2 separate regions of the Sus scrofa genome follow, and region 1 is linked to region 2. A link is a contact called in public Hi-C data. All regions are on one chromosome and are shown on one strand. The core of a region is the stretch at or near the end of the contact, and the rest is flanking DNA. Distances in the headings are between cores, read along the strand shown. Region 1 holds the start of ELP2 (elongator complex protein 2). Region 2 holds the start of C6H18orf21 (UPF0711 protein C18orf21 homolog).

The links. Hi-C and Micro-C count contacts between places; a contact is called where the count stands out from the background.
Region 1: a contact with region 2 is called in a Hi-C map of liver, with 4 times the contacts expected there. The contact joins the promoter of ELP2 here to the promoter of C6H18orf21 in region 2. A contact is called at or near these places in 1 of 5 promoter capture datasets (liver), 8 of 47 Hi-C or Micro-C datasets (alveolar macrophages, heart right ventricle, liver and 2 more) and 2 of 2 datasets of contacts at active chromatin or transcription factors (alveolar macrophages and skeletal muscle).

What each region holds. Positions count from the first base shown.
Region 1 is chr6:119,882,085-119,889,765 of Sscrofa11.1, forward strand. It overlaps ELP2 (elongator complex protein 2), which reads left to right and starts at 3,325. Exons shown (of 22, transcript XM_003356413.4): 1 at 3,325-4,020; 2 at 5,596-5,674. The coding sequence starts at 3,883. SLC39A6 (zinc transporter ZIP6) reads right to left here and starts at 3,752. Exons shown (of 10, transcript XM_021096271.1): 1 at 3,003-3,752; 2 at 597-1,343. The coding sequence starts at 1,334.
Region 2 is chr6:119,731,375-119,739,084 of Sscrofa11.1, forward strand. C6H18orf21 (UPF0711 protein C18orf21 homolog) reads left to right here and starts at 4,014. Exons shown (of 5, transcript XM_003356410.3): 1 at 4,014-4,459; 2 at 4,541-4,563. The coding sequence starts at 4,383.

The DNA of each region.
Region 1 (7,681 bases), core at 2,075-4,574, 150 kb after region 2:
TTATTTTACTTTTTGTCTTTTTTTTTTTTTAGTCTTTTAAGGGCCACATGCGTGGCATATGGAGCTTCCCAGGCTAGGGATCCAATCGGAGGTATAGCCGATGGTCTACTCCAGAGCCACAGCAAAGCAGGATCCAAGCTAAGTCTGCAACCTACACCATAGCTCACAGCAACGCCAGATCCCTAACCCACTGAGAAAGGCCAGGGATCGAATCTACAACCTCACAGTTCCTAGTCCGATTCTTTAACCACTGAGCCACGACAGGAACTCCTACTTTTTGTCTTTTAAATAAGGACCACACGTGTGGCATATGGAGGTTCCCAGGCTAGGGGTCTAATTGGAGCTGTAGCTGCGGGCCTACACTAGAGCCACAACAACGCCAGATCCTTAACCCACTGAGCGAGGCCAGGGATCAAACCTATGTCCTCATGTATGCTAGTCAGATTCGTTTCTGCTGAGCCATGTCAGGAACTCCTAGAATTAGGACTCCCACTATTTTATTTTTACTTGAAACCACGTACAACTGAGACGGAATGGCAATGACAGGACAGACGAGCATGCGTATTGATTAAAATAACGAACAACACTCATCTTACCTCCTGAGTATTCTCGTTTGTGCTTCTGGAATACATAAAGCCTTTTCTGGGCTCACTCACAGATTCATTTGTTTTCCTATTAGCCAGCCAGCTCACCCGGCTCTTTTCTGTGATACTGGGTGGAGTGGAACTGCTCACATCTTTGGGGAGTTTTCCATGTTTTGGAGATTCTATTGTCTCTAGAAAGTGAGTTCCTTCAGAGACGGCATTATACACAGTCGAGGTCACTTCACCAGCACCAACACCATCCTTGATTAAAGCATTCCTCCTACCATTGGCATGTTCTGATCTGTGAGATCCCTTCCCCTGGCTGCTTCTAGGATCTTTATTTGAACTCTCAGAGTCATGGTCTGGGCAAAGAGCTTTCCGATTGTTTTTACTGGGAGCGCGATTACGGTGAAAGTGATGATCATGGTCAGAGTGATGCTCGTGGTCGGAGTGATGCTCGTGGTCATGGTGTATATGGATTCTTTTAATCTTATCTATGCCTATATTCTGAAGCAACTTTCTGAACCCTTCAACTGACAAGGAATTATTTTCTCCATAGCGACGGAAAAGCTGCTGAAGGTGGTGTTGCTGTGTGGTAACTGCCATGTCAACATTAATGCCAGATTCCCAATTGGGAATAATTTTCTCAGTGGTCTGAGGGAAAGCAGTGGCTGGTCCTACTTCATGAAGGGGATTTGTGAAGGACAGGGAGAAGGTCAGGATTAAGATCACAGATAAATTCCTCGCCATCGCACTTTCCTAAGACAGAAAAAGACAAAGAAAAAAAAGCCCTTTTCAAAATAATTTCAATAAAGAAATCTCATGCTAAAAGCTGATGTCCAATCAAAGAATCAAAATTATAGAGCATCATCTAATGTGACCAGTGAAGTGCTAGCTAATGTAAAAATATAGACAAGTGGAGTCCTAGGCTCGAACCCTGAATTGCTAAAACACATGAAACAACCAGAAAGCAGCTAAGTGCTAAAACTGTAATTAGAACGGTAAAAGCAATGATGATTCAGAGTCTGGAGAGATTCATGTGGCCCCAGCCATACTGGCAACTTCTTACTGCGTTTAGAAAAACAATTCAAAACAAAACAAAACAAAACCCAACTACCTCCACCACTACCATCATTTCACAGAACACTCTTTTAATGTCAAAAAAGTAAAATGGCAATCTCAGAATAGCTCACATTTAAAATTTTTTTCTTACACTATATACAATACAATTTGAGGCTTCTTTCCCCCAATCCCACTCTTCAAAGGTACAAAATTTTTCCAGTTTCTTGCTTATGCCTCATGCACACTCAGGTAGATGCATGCCTTAACCACACAAATGGGATGTTTTTTTACCCCACTCAACAAATAACATCTTTTTATGTCAGTACATATAAAGCGATCTCATTCTTTTGAATGCCTGCACAATAACAGTTCTTTTAAACTTCATTAAAAAACTATCTCGCTCTTCTGTTGCTTAAAACCAGTGAAAATCTTTTCATAGACTACCACTCATCCACACAATAGTGTTTGGAACCAAAAGCCTATGATGCAAAGAGGAATTAGGAATCCAGTTGTGCCTTGAAAAGCAGAATTGAGTTAAACAGAGGAAGAGATAGCCCAGATAAGTGGATAGACTAGTATCTCTGTGGACAGTCAGCCGATGTCCAGCACCAATGATGGATGGTGATCGTGACCAAACTTACCAGCCTCCAGAGAAAGAGGTGGACTCAGGGGTGAGAGAGCAAGGGCAAGGGGCAACCCAGCTCTACCACTTTCAGCTGCTCTTCTTTGGACCAGGAAAAGCTGGTAATACCTTTCTTATAGAGTGACTGAGGAAACACATGACGGATGTATGTGGAAGTGCTCCAAACACTGTCAGCAATGTTGCACAACAGCTGCTTATCATACTGTGGAAAATGGAAGTATGTACCATCACAGGGTTAGACTCCTGAAAGAACAATCCGTGGGGCCTGAAGTTTTAATAGGCAGAAGAGAACCTTTAAGAAATCATTCGCAGAAGAGAAGCAAGGAGCGGGATGGGTGGGGTCAACACAGACGAATGGCTCGGGGACAGCTCTGTTCCTTTCTCCAGGGAGGATGCTCAGGGCGGTACTGGACCCGCTGGCAGATCTCCTTCCCGGCAAGTCCGCGTGTGTTAGAGAAAAGAAAGCTGAAGGAAAGGGCCTGGAGAATAGCGCCAATGGAGAAAACACGAAAGAGGGCACCAAACTGCTTCTAAGGGCTTTTTATTTTTAAACACGACAGTACCTTCTTAGAAAATTAGATAAACAGGACTAACCGTTTCCTTACCCCGTTGGACCTCGCAGCCTATCTGTGCACCCCAAACTGGGAAGTCTGCCCTCGCCGTTCCGCAGGGTTCCCCTTTTCCGCCTGCCCTGAGGGACCTGCGGGACTCACCTCCTCGCGGCCTCGCTGCCCTCCGGCTCGGTCCCGCGCGCCAGTTCAGTTCCCGCCGGCGGTCCGGAGAGCTCGGCACTCGCTTGTGCTTCTCTCCGTAGAAACGTCTATAGGGCGTGAGGAGGCGGCGGTCTCATCTGTCCGGCTGGCCCCTCGGTTGGGGTACTGCACGGCAGACACAGAGAAGCCTCGCCCCACGTGCCCTCTCCTCCCGCGAGCCGCAGGACAATTACTAATTACCGCCGCGCGCAGCTCGCCGCCGGGAACCACCGCCTCCGCCAGCCATGACTACGGGGCATGCGCAGTGCGGCTCGACCCCGTCCCCTGCAGGCGGATCCGCGCGTCCGCCTGTTCGCCGGCGCCGCGGGGCTCGCAGGGGCGGGAGAGGGCGGAGACGCGGCTCTGGCGGGCTCTTAGCTCCAAGATCAGCTGGAAGCCCTTTCCTTGAGCCCCTCCGCGCCCCTGTCTCCCTGAGGCCCGAAACTCGCTCTCCAAGGCCCCGACCCGGGCCAGCCCCGTCTGCTGCTAGGAACCAAGCCGTGAGGTGCAGCGGGACGTTCCTGCCGTCGTTCCGGCACACGAGCCCTAGGTCTTTCTGGAGGGTCTTGAATTGTTCCGGTAGGGTCTTCACTGCTGGGAAGGAGGTCGTGCCTGTGCCCCGAGCCAAGATCCAGGGGCGCTGGTAAAGATGGATGGGCACTGAGGACCACTTCGGCCAGGAAGGGGGGCGGGCCCTGAGGGGCGGGCCCGCCTCTGCCCCGCCCCCGGGCTCCTCGGAAACGCGGTGCGGATAACGCCGGGGGGAGGGGCGGCTGGCGAGCAGTTCCGCTCCGAGGGCGGAAGTGTGCGCCCAGGTTTCGGCCGCTGACCAGCCAGCAACATGGTGGCACCCGTACTGGAGACCTCTCACGTGTTTTGCTGCCCGAATCGGGTGCGGGGAGCTCTCAGCTGGAGCTCCGGGCCCGGAGGACTTCTTGCCTTTGGCACGTCCTGTTCCGTAGTGCTCTATGACCCTCAGGTAAGAGAAGTGGCCACTTGCCCGATCCCCGTGTGTTTCTGGGGCCGAATCTGCTGGATGCTCTCAGGGTGGACTGTAGACCCTGTCCCAGAACCTACAGAGCGGGTGTGCGGTTGGGTCTGCTTCGAGGAGGGTGTCTAAGCAAGGAGTCTCGCTCTGGCGCGCCACACTCGTCCTTCGCTGTCTTGAGCGCTGCGTAAACCTGGGGTAACCATGTCTCAGCAGTGGCCTGTTAGCCCCTGGTAGAGTCTCAAATGATGACAGCCTTTTCTGAAGACTTTTGTGGGAACTATAGTTCAGAGAATCAGCTTGGGTTTTAAAACATTTGCAGTTTAGGTGTGGATTAAGACCATCATACAGATGCTATCTCATTTCTACATTTCCATTAGTGTTATTTAACAAACTTGTCTTGAATTTCAAAGAAATACTATTTACATTTTAGTTTTAAAGAAAATGCATTGGGATAAGGTCACAGGGAATGGGTATCCTAAGCACTAGTTAAGCTGAAGGCAGGACTTCATTCCCTGAAAGGCACCCAATTGATTATTTTCTTCCCGTTTTCCCTACCAAATTTCTCAAGTAACTAGTTTCTGCATTCTTCCCAGAGTTTATTATGACCCCATTCCCACTGGTTAGTTTTGGATGTTGTAGTGGGGTTGTTTCTCCAAAAGAGCCTCAGGATAGAAAGTTAAGTGCTGGAAATTAAAACATTGCAGTAGATAGCTCTAGATATTTCTTATTGTACTGCTTTATTAATTTGGTTAAAAATTCCATCATTCTAGGTAGGCATACAGATGGCTTACAGGCACATGAAAAGATGCTCAATACTGCTAATTATGAGAGAAATGCAAAGCAAAACTGCAATGAAGTATTAGCTCACGCCAGTCAGAATCCCATCATCAAAAAGTCTACAAATATTAAATGCTGGAGAGGAGTTCCCATTGTGGCTCAGCAGGTTAAGAAGTCGATATAGTGTCCTTGAGGATGCAGGTTTGATCCATGGCCTCGCTCAGTGGGTTAAGGATCCGGCATTGCCGTGGCTGTAGCATGAACTGACAGCTGCAGCTCTGATTAGACCTCTAGCTGAGAACTTCCATATGTTTCAGAAAAAAAAAATGCTGGAGAGAGTATGGAGAAAGGGGAACCCTCCTATACTGTTGGTGGCAATATAAATTGATGCAGCCACTGTGGAGAACAGTAATCTTGAACTTTTTATTAGCGTTAAAAACACTGAAATCTGGAGTTCCCATCATGGCACAGCAGAAACAAATCTGACCAGGAACCATGAAGTTGCAGGTTCAATCCCTGGCCTCTCTCAGTATGTTAATGATCTGGCGTTGCTGTGAGCTATGGTGTAGGTCGTGGACTCGGCTCAGATCGATGTGTCTGTTGCTGTGGGGTAAGCCAGCAGCTGTAGCTCTGATTTCACCTCTAGCCTGGGAACCTCCATATGCCGCTAGTGCAGCCCTAAAAAAGAAAAAACAAAACAAAACACCGAAATCTGAATTTTATTAATTTATTAATTTCCCTGTAGGATAGATTCTCATTTACTAACTGATGTTTTCTTCTCTGAAGAAAAGGGTTGTTATTACCAACCTGAATGGTCACACTGCTCGAGTCAATTGCTTACAGTGGATTTGTAAACAGAATGGATGTAAGTATTAATCTGACTTCTGTTAATTTAGCATTAGCTTCTCTGATATTATGCAATTGAAAAATAGAAGAAAAATAGTGTGCCCAGTGAAATATCTGACCTGTACATTTATTTTATAGCACTTGAAGCATGGATAATGCAGCAGTGCTTAGGATGAGGGTAGACCCTTTATTGAGGCAAGACCCCTACCATTGCCTACAGCTTTTGATGCAAAGCCTAAAGCAGGGCCTAGGTTGGGGCCCAGCCTGGGATTCAAAAGATTCAGCTTATAGATCTGTTTCTGCTACAGACAAGCTATTCGTTTTTTTTTTTTAAGGCAGGACATTGCATCTCTATTAACCCCAGTTCGCATCTTAGTAACATGTGAAAAGTAAAGGCTTGAACTGAATCAGATGACTCTGGCTGATTTGTGACACCTGTAAGGTCAAAATTATTTTCAGAATAATACTAAGAAGTTATTCCTAGTTTTCATTATCATTCTGTCACAAGTGTGCAGTGCCATTTTGCAGTACTTTATTATGTGTAATATTGTAGCAGATTAAATACAGAAGCAAATTTGAAAATCCAGCTATATTCTAATAAAACCAGAGCTTAAAGAGAGTTGCTGAAATATGAAACAGTGCCTTATTAATTTTTATTTTGGGAAATATAGGGGTCCCCCCAGAAAATGTTATTTATGTTAATATGTAATGGGGCTTTTTTTTTTTTTTTTTTTTTTGTCTTTTTGCCTTTTCTAGGGCTGTTCCCGTGGCATATGGAGGTTCTCAGGCTAGGAGTCTAATCAGAGCTGTAGCCACCGGCCTACACCAGAGCCACAGCAATGCCAGATCCGAGTTGCGTCTTCGACCTACACCATAGCTCACGACAACGCTGGGTCCTTAACCCACTGAGCGAGTCCAGGGATGGAATCTACAACCTCACAGTTCCTAGTCGGATTCGTTAACCACTGAGCCATGATGGGAACTCCAGAATTTTTAATGAATGTTGCTTTTAGATGGGCTTCTAAAATCCTATGGAATTTTCTCATGTCTTAAATATACCTACTAGAGTATTATTATGGACTCTACATTAATTTTATTTTTTATTCCACAAATATTTATTGAGAGCATTCTGAGCTAGGCACAAATGCAGAATTTCCTGATCAGTGAGACTTGGCTGTAATTTTATCTGTGACATAAAAAAAGTTCAACAATCTACTTGTTTCAATTGGTAATGCAGGATTAGTCACATTAGGTCAATAAAAACCATTAAATAGTAGAAAGAGTGGCTATTAGTGCAGATATTAAAAGACAATTATAATTATGTTAATTGCCACCAAATGACATCAAAGACTACTTGAATCTCAATATAGGGATTCCTTATAAAGTATTAATTTGGGCTTGTATATATTATCTTCCCTTTAAAAGTGAAGTTACGTAAAATTAATTGCCTGTGTATCACTGTAAGCTATAGTTATTATGATTGATTTTCTCAGAATTGGGCTCTACTGCCAGGTAAATCAGGAATTTTTTTCTAACCCATGTATCAGTGACAAAATTCTAATGATACTACTTAATATTTTTTAAATATTTTTTGGGGGGGGCACCCTCCAGCATATGGAGCCCCTGGGCCAGGGGTCAGATCTGAGCCACAGCCAGGAACTAAGCTGAAGCTGTGGCAATGCCAGATCCTTAACCCACTGTGCTGGGGATTGAATCCTTGTTCCAGTGCTCCCAAGATGTTGCTGATCTCATTGTGCCACAGAAGGAGCTCCTAAAATATCTTATTTTTAACACATTACTTTCATGTACCTCAGTAATTACTGAAGTCATGTAGTCAGGTAAATGGCTTAATGGCCGTGATACATGAAGAAATTAAAGCTCAGGATCACAGCTGGCTAGCAGCAGGATTAGGACATGAACCTGGGACTTCTGAGTACAAATCCAGTGTTCTTTTGCCAACTCCCAGCTTCTTTGCCTAACTAACATAAGCCAGAAGAAATGAATGGAAAATCTAAACCAAAATTAT
Region 2 (7,710 bases), core at 2,764-5,263:
CTTTAGAAATTTACAGGACAATTGTAAAATGCATATGGAAAAGCAAAGGATCTGGAATAGCCAAAATAATTTTGGAAAAGTAGAACAAAGCTGGAAAATTTATACTACCTGACTTCAAGTTTTATTACAAAGTTAAGGCAGTAAAGATAGTATGGTATCTACATAAGGATAGACAAATAAACCTATACAACAGACTAAAAAGTCCACAAATAGACACAATTATGTGATCAGCTGCTTCTGACAAAGGAATTAACATAAATTAAATGGGAAAAGGCAATTCTTTACAACAAATGGTGCTGGAGCTACCGAATTTCTCCCACATTGCAAATGACCACAAAAAAGTGCTCAATATCATTATTTACAGTCAAGTGAATATCACAACCACAGAGATACCACTCCACATCCACTACAATGGTTTAAAAGTTAAAAGACTGACAACACCAAATATTAACAAAGATGCGGAGCAAGTGGAACTCTCATACTTTCTTGATGAGAATTCAAAATAGTCCAAATACTTTGAAAAATATTTGGTCATTTGTTATAAAATTAAATATGTTCATTTGACCAAGAAATTCTACTCTCCGTAACTTACCCAGGAAAAGTGAAAACCAGGTAACAAAAAGACTTGTATAACAATGTTAATCACAGCTCTATCTATAAAAAATAAAAACTGGAAGCAGCTCAGTGTCCTTCAACAGGTGAGTGAATAAACAAAGTGTGGTATAATCATAAAATGGAATACTACTCAGCAATAAAAATAGTAAAGGAGTATATGATGTTTCATTCCATTAATGTGAAATTCGAGGAGTTCCCATTGTGGTACAGCAGAAATGAATTCGACTAGGAACCATGAGGTTGAGGGTTCAATCCCTGGCTTTGCTCAGTGCGTTAAGGATCCAGCGTTGCTGTGAGCTGTTGTGTAGGTTGCAGACGCACCTCGGAATCCCACGTTGTTGTGGCTGTGGTGTAGGCCATCGGCTATAGTTCCAATTAGACCCCTAGCCTGTGAACCTCCACATGCCACAGGTGCGACCCTGAAACGACCAAAAAAAAGGAAATTTGAAAAGGCTATAACTCATTTATGTGAGAAGTGTATGATTCTATTTGTATGAAGTTCTGGAAAGGTAAAACTAATACATGGGAAGAAGGAGGAGGAGGGGAGGAGGAAGGAGAGAAGGGAAGTAGTGGCCTCTTTGAAGGGTGGGTGACTGGGAAAGATCACTAGGGGGACTTCTGGGGTGATGGGAATCTTGATAGAGCGTGATTCATTTTCCAGGGGGTTGGAAATTACTCTGTGTCTTGATGGGAGCATATTCATTTTGTAAATTGTAACTTTAAGCTATGTACATTTCAGCATAGGTACATTTTTGCCTTAAAGAATTTACAATTATTATTGCAATTGAAGGGGAGTAGGGAGGGGTAGAGATGAAACACGAATGCTAGGATGCCAAGAGTTGCTGTGTGATGGATAGAAGAAGGTTTGTTATTTTGTATATGTTTGAGATTTTCCATAATAAAAACTTTAAAATAGATGAACATAAATGCACTGCCACCAACTGTTAACTCATGGCCAGTCTAGTTTGATTTTCAACCCCTTCAACCCCTTACGATTTTGCAGCAATTTCTTATTGAGCCCCTGCTCTGTTGCCATGCCCTGGACTGCGGTCCATGTGGGGAGCAACAAAAAGGACAGACAAAGCCTTGATGCCAAGGCATTCAGGAGGAGAACAGGTAAACAGGTAAACTGTGAATGAATAAGGCAATTTCACATGGTGAGGTTATGACAACTAGCTATGGCAGAGAGTGACTTGGTGGGTGGGGCTGGCCACCCGTTCTTTATTGGGGTGGTTTAAGAAGGCTTCTTTGAGAGCCAAGATTGAATGAGAAGGAAAGCCCCCATGGGAAGGATCCTCTTTCAAAGCCAAGGCCCTGGGGCAGGTCTGAGCAGGACATGTTGAATGAGAGAGAGAAAGAAGATTAATGTGAGGAGCAGTATGAGTGTAGGAGGGTGAGACAAGGTGAGGTTCAAGGTGGGGCAGTGACCACCACATGGGGCCCTGGAGAGCACTGCTAGGAGCTTGTGTGCCAAGTGCAAGGAGGAGCTTGAAGAGAATTCGGAGCAGGGATGCTCCATGTCCCCCCAAATGATTTACATTTTAAGAAGACTACTTTGTCTGCCCTGTGAAGGATGGATAGGGAGAGAGGAGGTAGGAAATGAACGTAGAGGACCAACGTAGGGGTGTATGCAAAAGAAGAGAGGATCTCCAGGGCGTCAGGAGAAGTGGGCAGAGACATGATTTGCTCCTGAGGGGTTGACGGCAGACCCTGTGGACGGCGTGGCTACATGGGGTGGGAAGAGGAAGCAGCAGTGGGCCTCGGTGAGGCTGAGAAGGAGTAAGACTGGGCGCAGGGCAGGCTGGTGGGGGAAGTCAAGGATGAAGGCTGAGGATATGGGTTTGATCCCTGGCCTAGCTCAGTGGGTTAAGGATCTGGTGTTGCTGTGAGCTGTGGTGTAGGTCTCAGGTGAAGCTCAGGTCCTGCATTGCTGTGGCTGTGGTGTAGGCTGGCAGCTGTAGCTCCGATTCCATATGCCTCCATATGCCTCGGGTGCAGCCCTAAAAAAGCAAAAAAAAAAAAAAAAAAAAAAGAGAGAGATAAAGTAAGGAAACATTGCTTTATAAATGACAAGAAGAGGATGAATTTCCTCTAAAATACAAAGATCTCCTAGAAATTGATAAACAATTTAATGAAGATTTCATTTCACAAAAGAAAATGCAAGCCATAAGAAATAAATAGAGGCTTGATTCCACTGATAAGTGAACTAATGATCTTTACATTTTCACGGATCCAATTCGAATCAGCTTTTTCAGACATTGATACTGGGAATGTGAATTGCTACAATCTTTTTTGGATGATCCAGCAAATTAAAATGTGGATATTGTTTCCCTCAGTAATTTATCTTTTAGGAATTTAGAGAAAAGAAATAAAAAGCATTCGTGAGTTTTGCTGCTTCACTATTTGAACTAGCAAATCACTGAAAAAAAATTAAATGTTCATCAACAGGAAGTGGTTAAATAAATTACAGCTCATTACATTTTGTAATATTGTCAGCTCTTTAAAAGCTTATTGAAAACTACATAAACTGACCTGGAGAGATGTCTGTGACCTATTGTTAAGGAAAAATGTAAGAGTAGTAAACCATTCTATTTTTGGTTTTCTTTTTTTGTGTGTATCTTGGGGGGGTGTTTGTTTATTTGTCTTTTGCTTTTTAGGGCCACACCGGAGGCATATGGAAGTTCCCAGGCTAGGGGTCAAATCGAAGCTACAGCTGCCAGCCTATCCCAGAGCCACAGCAACATGAGATCCAGGCCATGTCTGAGACTTACACCACAGCTCATGGTAATGCAGGATCCTTAACCCACTGATTTGTTTCCACTGTGCTAAAATGGGAACTCCCGGTATCTTTTGTTGTTGTTGTTGTTGTGTGTATGTGGAAACTGAGGATATTTATACATTTGTACATGTGCTTATGTGTGTAAGGACATAGAAGGAGGAGACACCCAACTGTTAATGCTGATCACCTCACAGAAGTAGGATGGGGGAGTTCCCGTGGTGGCGCAGTGGTTAACGAATCTGACTGGGAACCATGAGGTTGCAGGTTCGATCCCTGCCCTTGCTCAGTGGGTTAACGATCCGGCGTTGCGGCGAGCTGTGGTGTAGGTGGCAGACGCGGCTCGGATTCTGCGTTGCTGTGGCTCTGGCGTAGGCCGGTGGCTACAGCTCCGATTCGACCCCTAGCCTGGGAACCTCCATATGCCGCGGGAGCGGCCCAAGAAATGGCAAAAAGAAAAAAAAAAGAAAAAAAAGCAGGAAAAAATAAAATAAAATAAGCTCGCTAGTGCACCTGCCCAGAGCAGGCTGGACTGGAGACCAGAAACCGCGCTTCTCGCAGCTGCCCCCTTGCGGGCCTCGCTTCCGCCTACCCGGGTGCAAGTCAGTGCCCGGGCTTGAAAATCTAGGGGGCGATGGCGGTTGAGGAAATGACCACCGGTATGAGAGGAGGCTATCAATCAGATAAAGACCAGAAGCAGGCGTCAGACTCGGCTTTCAACCTAGCCACCCCGGCCCAATCAAGCTGCTCCGCACAGCCTCTTGTACTAAGCGATCCGCGCCTGGCCAGCGAGGACCGCTAGGGACCTGGAGGCGGGCCCGGCGCAGGGAGGGCGGGCCAGCGCAGGGGACCGGACGCAAAGGAACCGGAACCCTTCAGCTGAGGGCGCCTGTTTCCAGAGGGAGCTCGGATCCTGACGTCAAAGTTTCCAGCCGGCTTTCGGAGTCTCTTTGCGTCCCTGCGTATCAGAGATGTGGAATTGGCGGTGACGATGAGGCAGAAGCACTACCTTGAGGCTGCGGCATGGAAACTACAAGATAGCTGCCCGGGCCAGGCCCGCTATCTCCTGTAAGAGAGGGAAAGAGGACGGGGAAGCGGGAGGCGAGAGGGTGTGAACTAGTCCCTTATGAGTCTCTTTCTCTTTTGCAGCTGGGCCTACAGTTCGTCACACGGTAGGGAGGACGCCCGTTCGTTATGGGTCAGGCTTGCGTCGCCTCGCTCCCCTCCATTCTGCACAGCGCTCAGAATGGTCCAAAAAAAATCTGATCCATTCTCTGCCATCACAACCTCCTATCCCGCCTCGGCCAGGCGTCTCAGTTTCGCAAAAAAAAAAAAAAAAAAAAAAAAAATCCAAATTGCTTAACGTGCCTTAGTTTTCCTGACCTGTTAGCAGCACTTGACGCTTTGATCAGTCTACTTGAAATAGTTTCCTCACTTGGCTTCCAGGTCATTACAAAGTTCACCTCCTACTTCTTTAGCCAATACCTCTCCTTCCTGCTGATTTCCCCAACTTACAAATGTTGGAGTTCCCAAGGACTCAACCTTTGGGCATCTTTTCTAGCTACACTCAATTCCTTGGTGACAATATTTCATCCAGTCTCATGGCTTTTAAACTCTGAATACTGAGGTCTTCCAAATTCATATCCCCAATCTAGACCACTCTGTGGAATCCTAGACTCATCCAGATGCCTTTTTTTCTTCCCCCTTTTTTACTACAGCACCTGAGGCATATGGAACTTCTGAGGGGCCAGGGGTAGAATTGGAGATGCAGCTGTCCCCGCAAGCCACAGCCATGGCAACACCAAATCCACCAAATCCAAGCCCCATCTGCAGCCTACACTCAATACTGGATCCTTAACCCATTGAGTGAGGCCAGGAATCAAACCTACGTCCTCATGGATACCATGTTGGGCTCTTAACCTGCTGAGCCACAACGGGAATGTCCCAGATGCCTTCTTGACAACTTTTTTTGAATCTCACATTAAGCTAAAACTTGAGCTTTACCATTGGCTTTAAATACACCCAATATCATGAGTTTCCTTCATGGCTCAGTGGTTAACGACTCCAACTAGAATCCATGAGGATTCGGGTTTGATCCCTGGCTTCCTTCAGTGGGTTAAGGATCTGGTGTTGCCATGAGCTGTGGTGTAGGTCGCAGACGCGGCTCAGATCCTGAATTGCTGTGGCTGTGGCATAGGCTGACAGCTGTAGCTCTGATTCGACCCTTAGCCTCAGAACTTCCATATGGTATAGGTGTGGCCCTAAAAACAACAACAACAACAAAAATACACCCTTTATCTAGCCTTTCTCTCCACATCCATCCACTTCTCTCCACATCCGCCCTGGTCTAAGCCATCAGTCTCCTGATTATTGCCAACAGCTCCCATGTGTTTCTACCGTCCATTCCCAGTCCAGCAGCCAGAGTCAACCTAATAAAAACCTAGTCTAGATCATGTCACTTCTCCACTGCAAACTCTGAAATGAAATGACTGCCCATTCTCGGAGTAAAAGTGAAAATCTTTTGAAAGGACCACAGGGACCTATGTCATAGGTTCACATTAATTCTCAGACCTGCTCTCCCTTTCGTTCACTAAACTCCAACCACTATCGCCCCTATGCCATTTCAGGGCCTTTGCAGTGGCTTTTCCTTCTACCTGGAACTCTTACCTCACATATCTGCTTGGATGCCTCCCTCACTTCCTTCTGATCTCTTGAAAATATCATCGTAGGGAGTTCCTGTTATGGCTCAGTGGTTAAGGAACCCGACTAGTATCCATAAGGACAAAGATTTGATCCCTGGCCCCACTCAGTGGGTTGACGATCTAGCGTTGCTGTGAGCTGTGGTGTAGGCCACAGTCGCAGCTCAGATCCCAAGTTCTTGTGGCTGTAGTGTAGGCCGGCAGCTGTAACTCTGAATCGACCACTAGCCTGGGAACCTCCATGTGCCCAGGGCGGGGCCCTAAAAAGACGAAAAAAATAAAGAAAATACCACCCCAGGAGGCCTTCCCTGATACCCTGATTTAAGACTATATCAAATCCGTTGCCAGTCTGCATTCCCTTTCCTGTCTTTTTTCTCAGCACTTAACATTTGGTGTTTTTGTATTTATTGTCTCTCTCCATGAATTGTCCTTTGTTCACTCACTGTTCAGTGTCTCCCAAACCCAAATCAGTGCCTCGCACTTAACAGTCAATAAATATAAGTGAATTTTACTTTTGGCAGTGCTAAGTTACAAGCATGGTCCTTAACTTATTGTAGCGCTGTTGTATCCCTGGCATTTAGCATGGTGCTCACCAGTAAATATTTACTAACAGATAGTGTGCCCACCTTCCTCTTCAGCTGGGTCACCTTTACACCTCACCTTTCCCTAAATAATGAGGCTTCCTTTTTCTCTGCACTTGTACCTGAATGCCCTTATTTCTGTATTATTTAGATTTTTTTTTTTTTGCTTTTTTAGGGCCTCACCCAAGGCATATGGAGATTCCCAGGCTGGGGGTCAAATAGGAGCTGTAACTGCCAGCCTACACCACAGCCACAGCACCTCAGGATCCTTAACCCACTAAGTGAGGCCAGAGATCGACTGAATCTTCTTGGTACTAGTCAGGTTCATTACCACTGAGCCACAACAGAAACTCCAAGCCCTTTTTTTTAACAAAATTTTAAATTAAAAATTTTATGGCCACATCCATAGCATATGGAAGTTCCTGGGCCAGGGACTGAATTCGGGCTTCAGTGGTGACCTATACCACTGGGATCCTTTAAACCACTGTGCCAGGCTAGGGACTGAACCCATGGCTCCACAGAGACCAGAGCCACTGCAGTTGGATTCTGAACCCATGCACCACAGCAGGAACTCCCCTGAAAGCCCTTTTATGACTTTTTTTTTTCCTGGCCCCGCTGTGGCATGCAGAAGTTCCCAGACCAAGGATTGAAGCACCATAGCAGTGACACCACCTGATCCTTCACCCACTGTGCCACCAGGGAACTCCCTATCTGGACTTTTGTTGTTAAGCCTCTTTGAAGTATTTCTGGCAAGTCCATGCAGAGTTTAATAATTTCCAGGATATTTTAGTCATACTTTATTACAGTTCTTACAGTCTCCATTTGCTTAGGGCTCCCTAGAAACAAAATTTCTATAAAGATAGCGACTCCTTTACTTCCAAATTTATGTCTCCACAGTCTAGCATGGTAGATGGTCAGTGAATGCTTTCTTGATTGCATGAAGGATTTGGGGCAAGTCTCTTGTCCTGTTACCTTGTACTGAGAGAAATACCTGCAGACAAAGCCCAGCTCATGAACCATGAAACTGTGCTAATTGCAT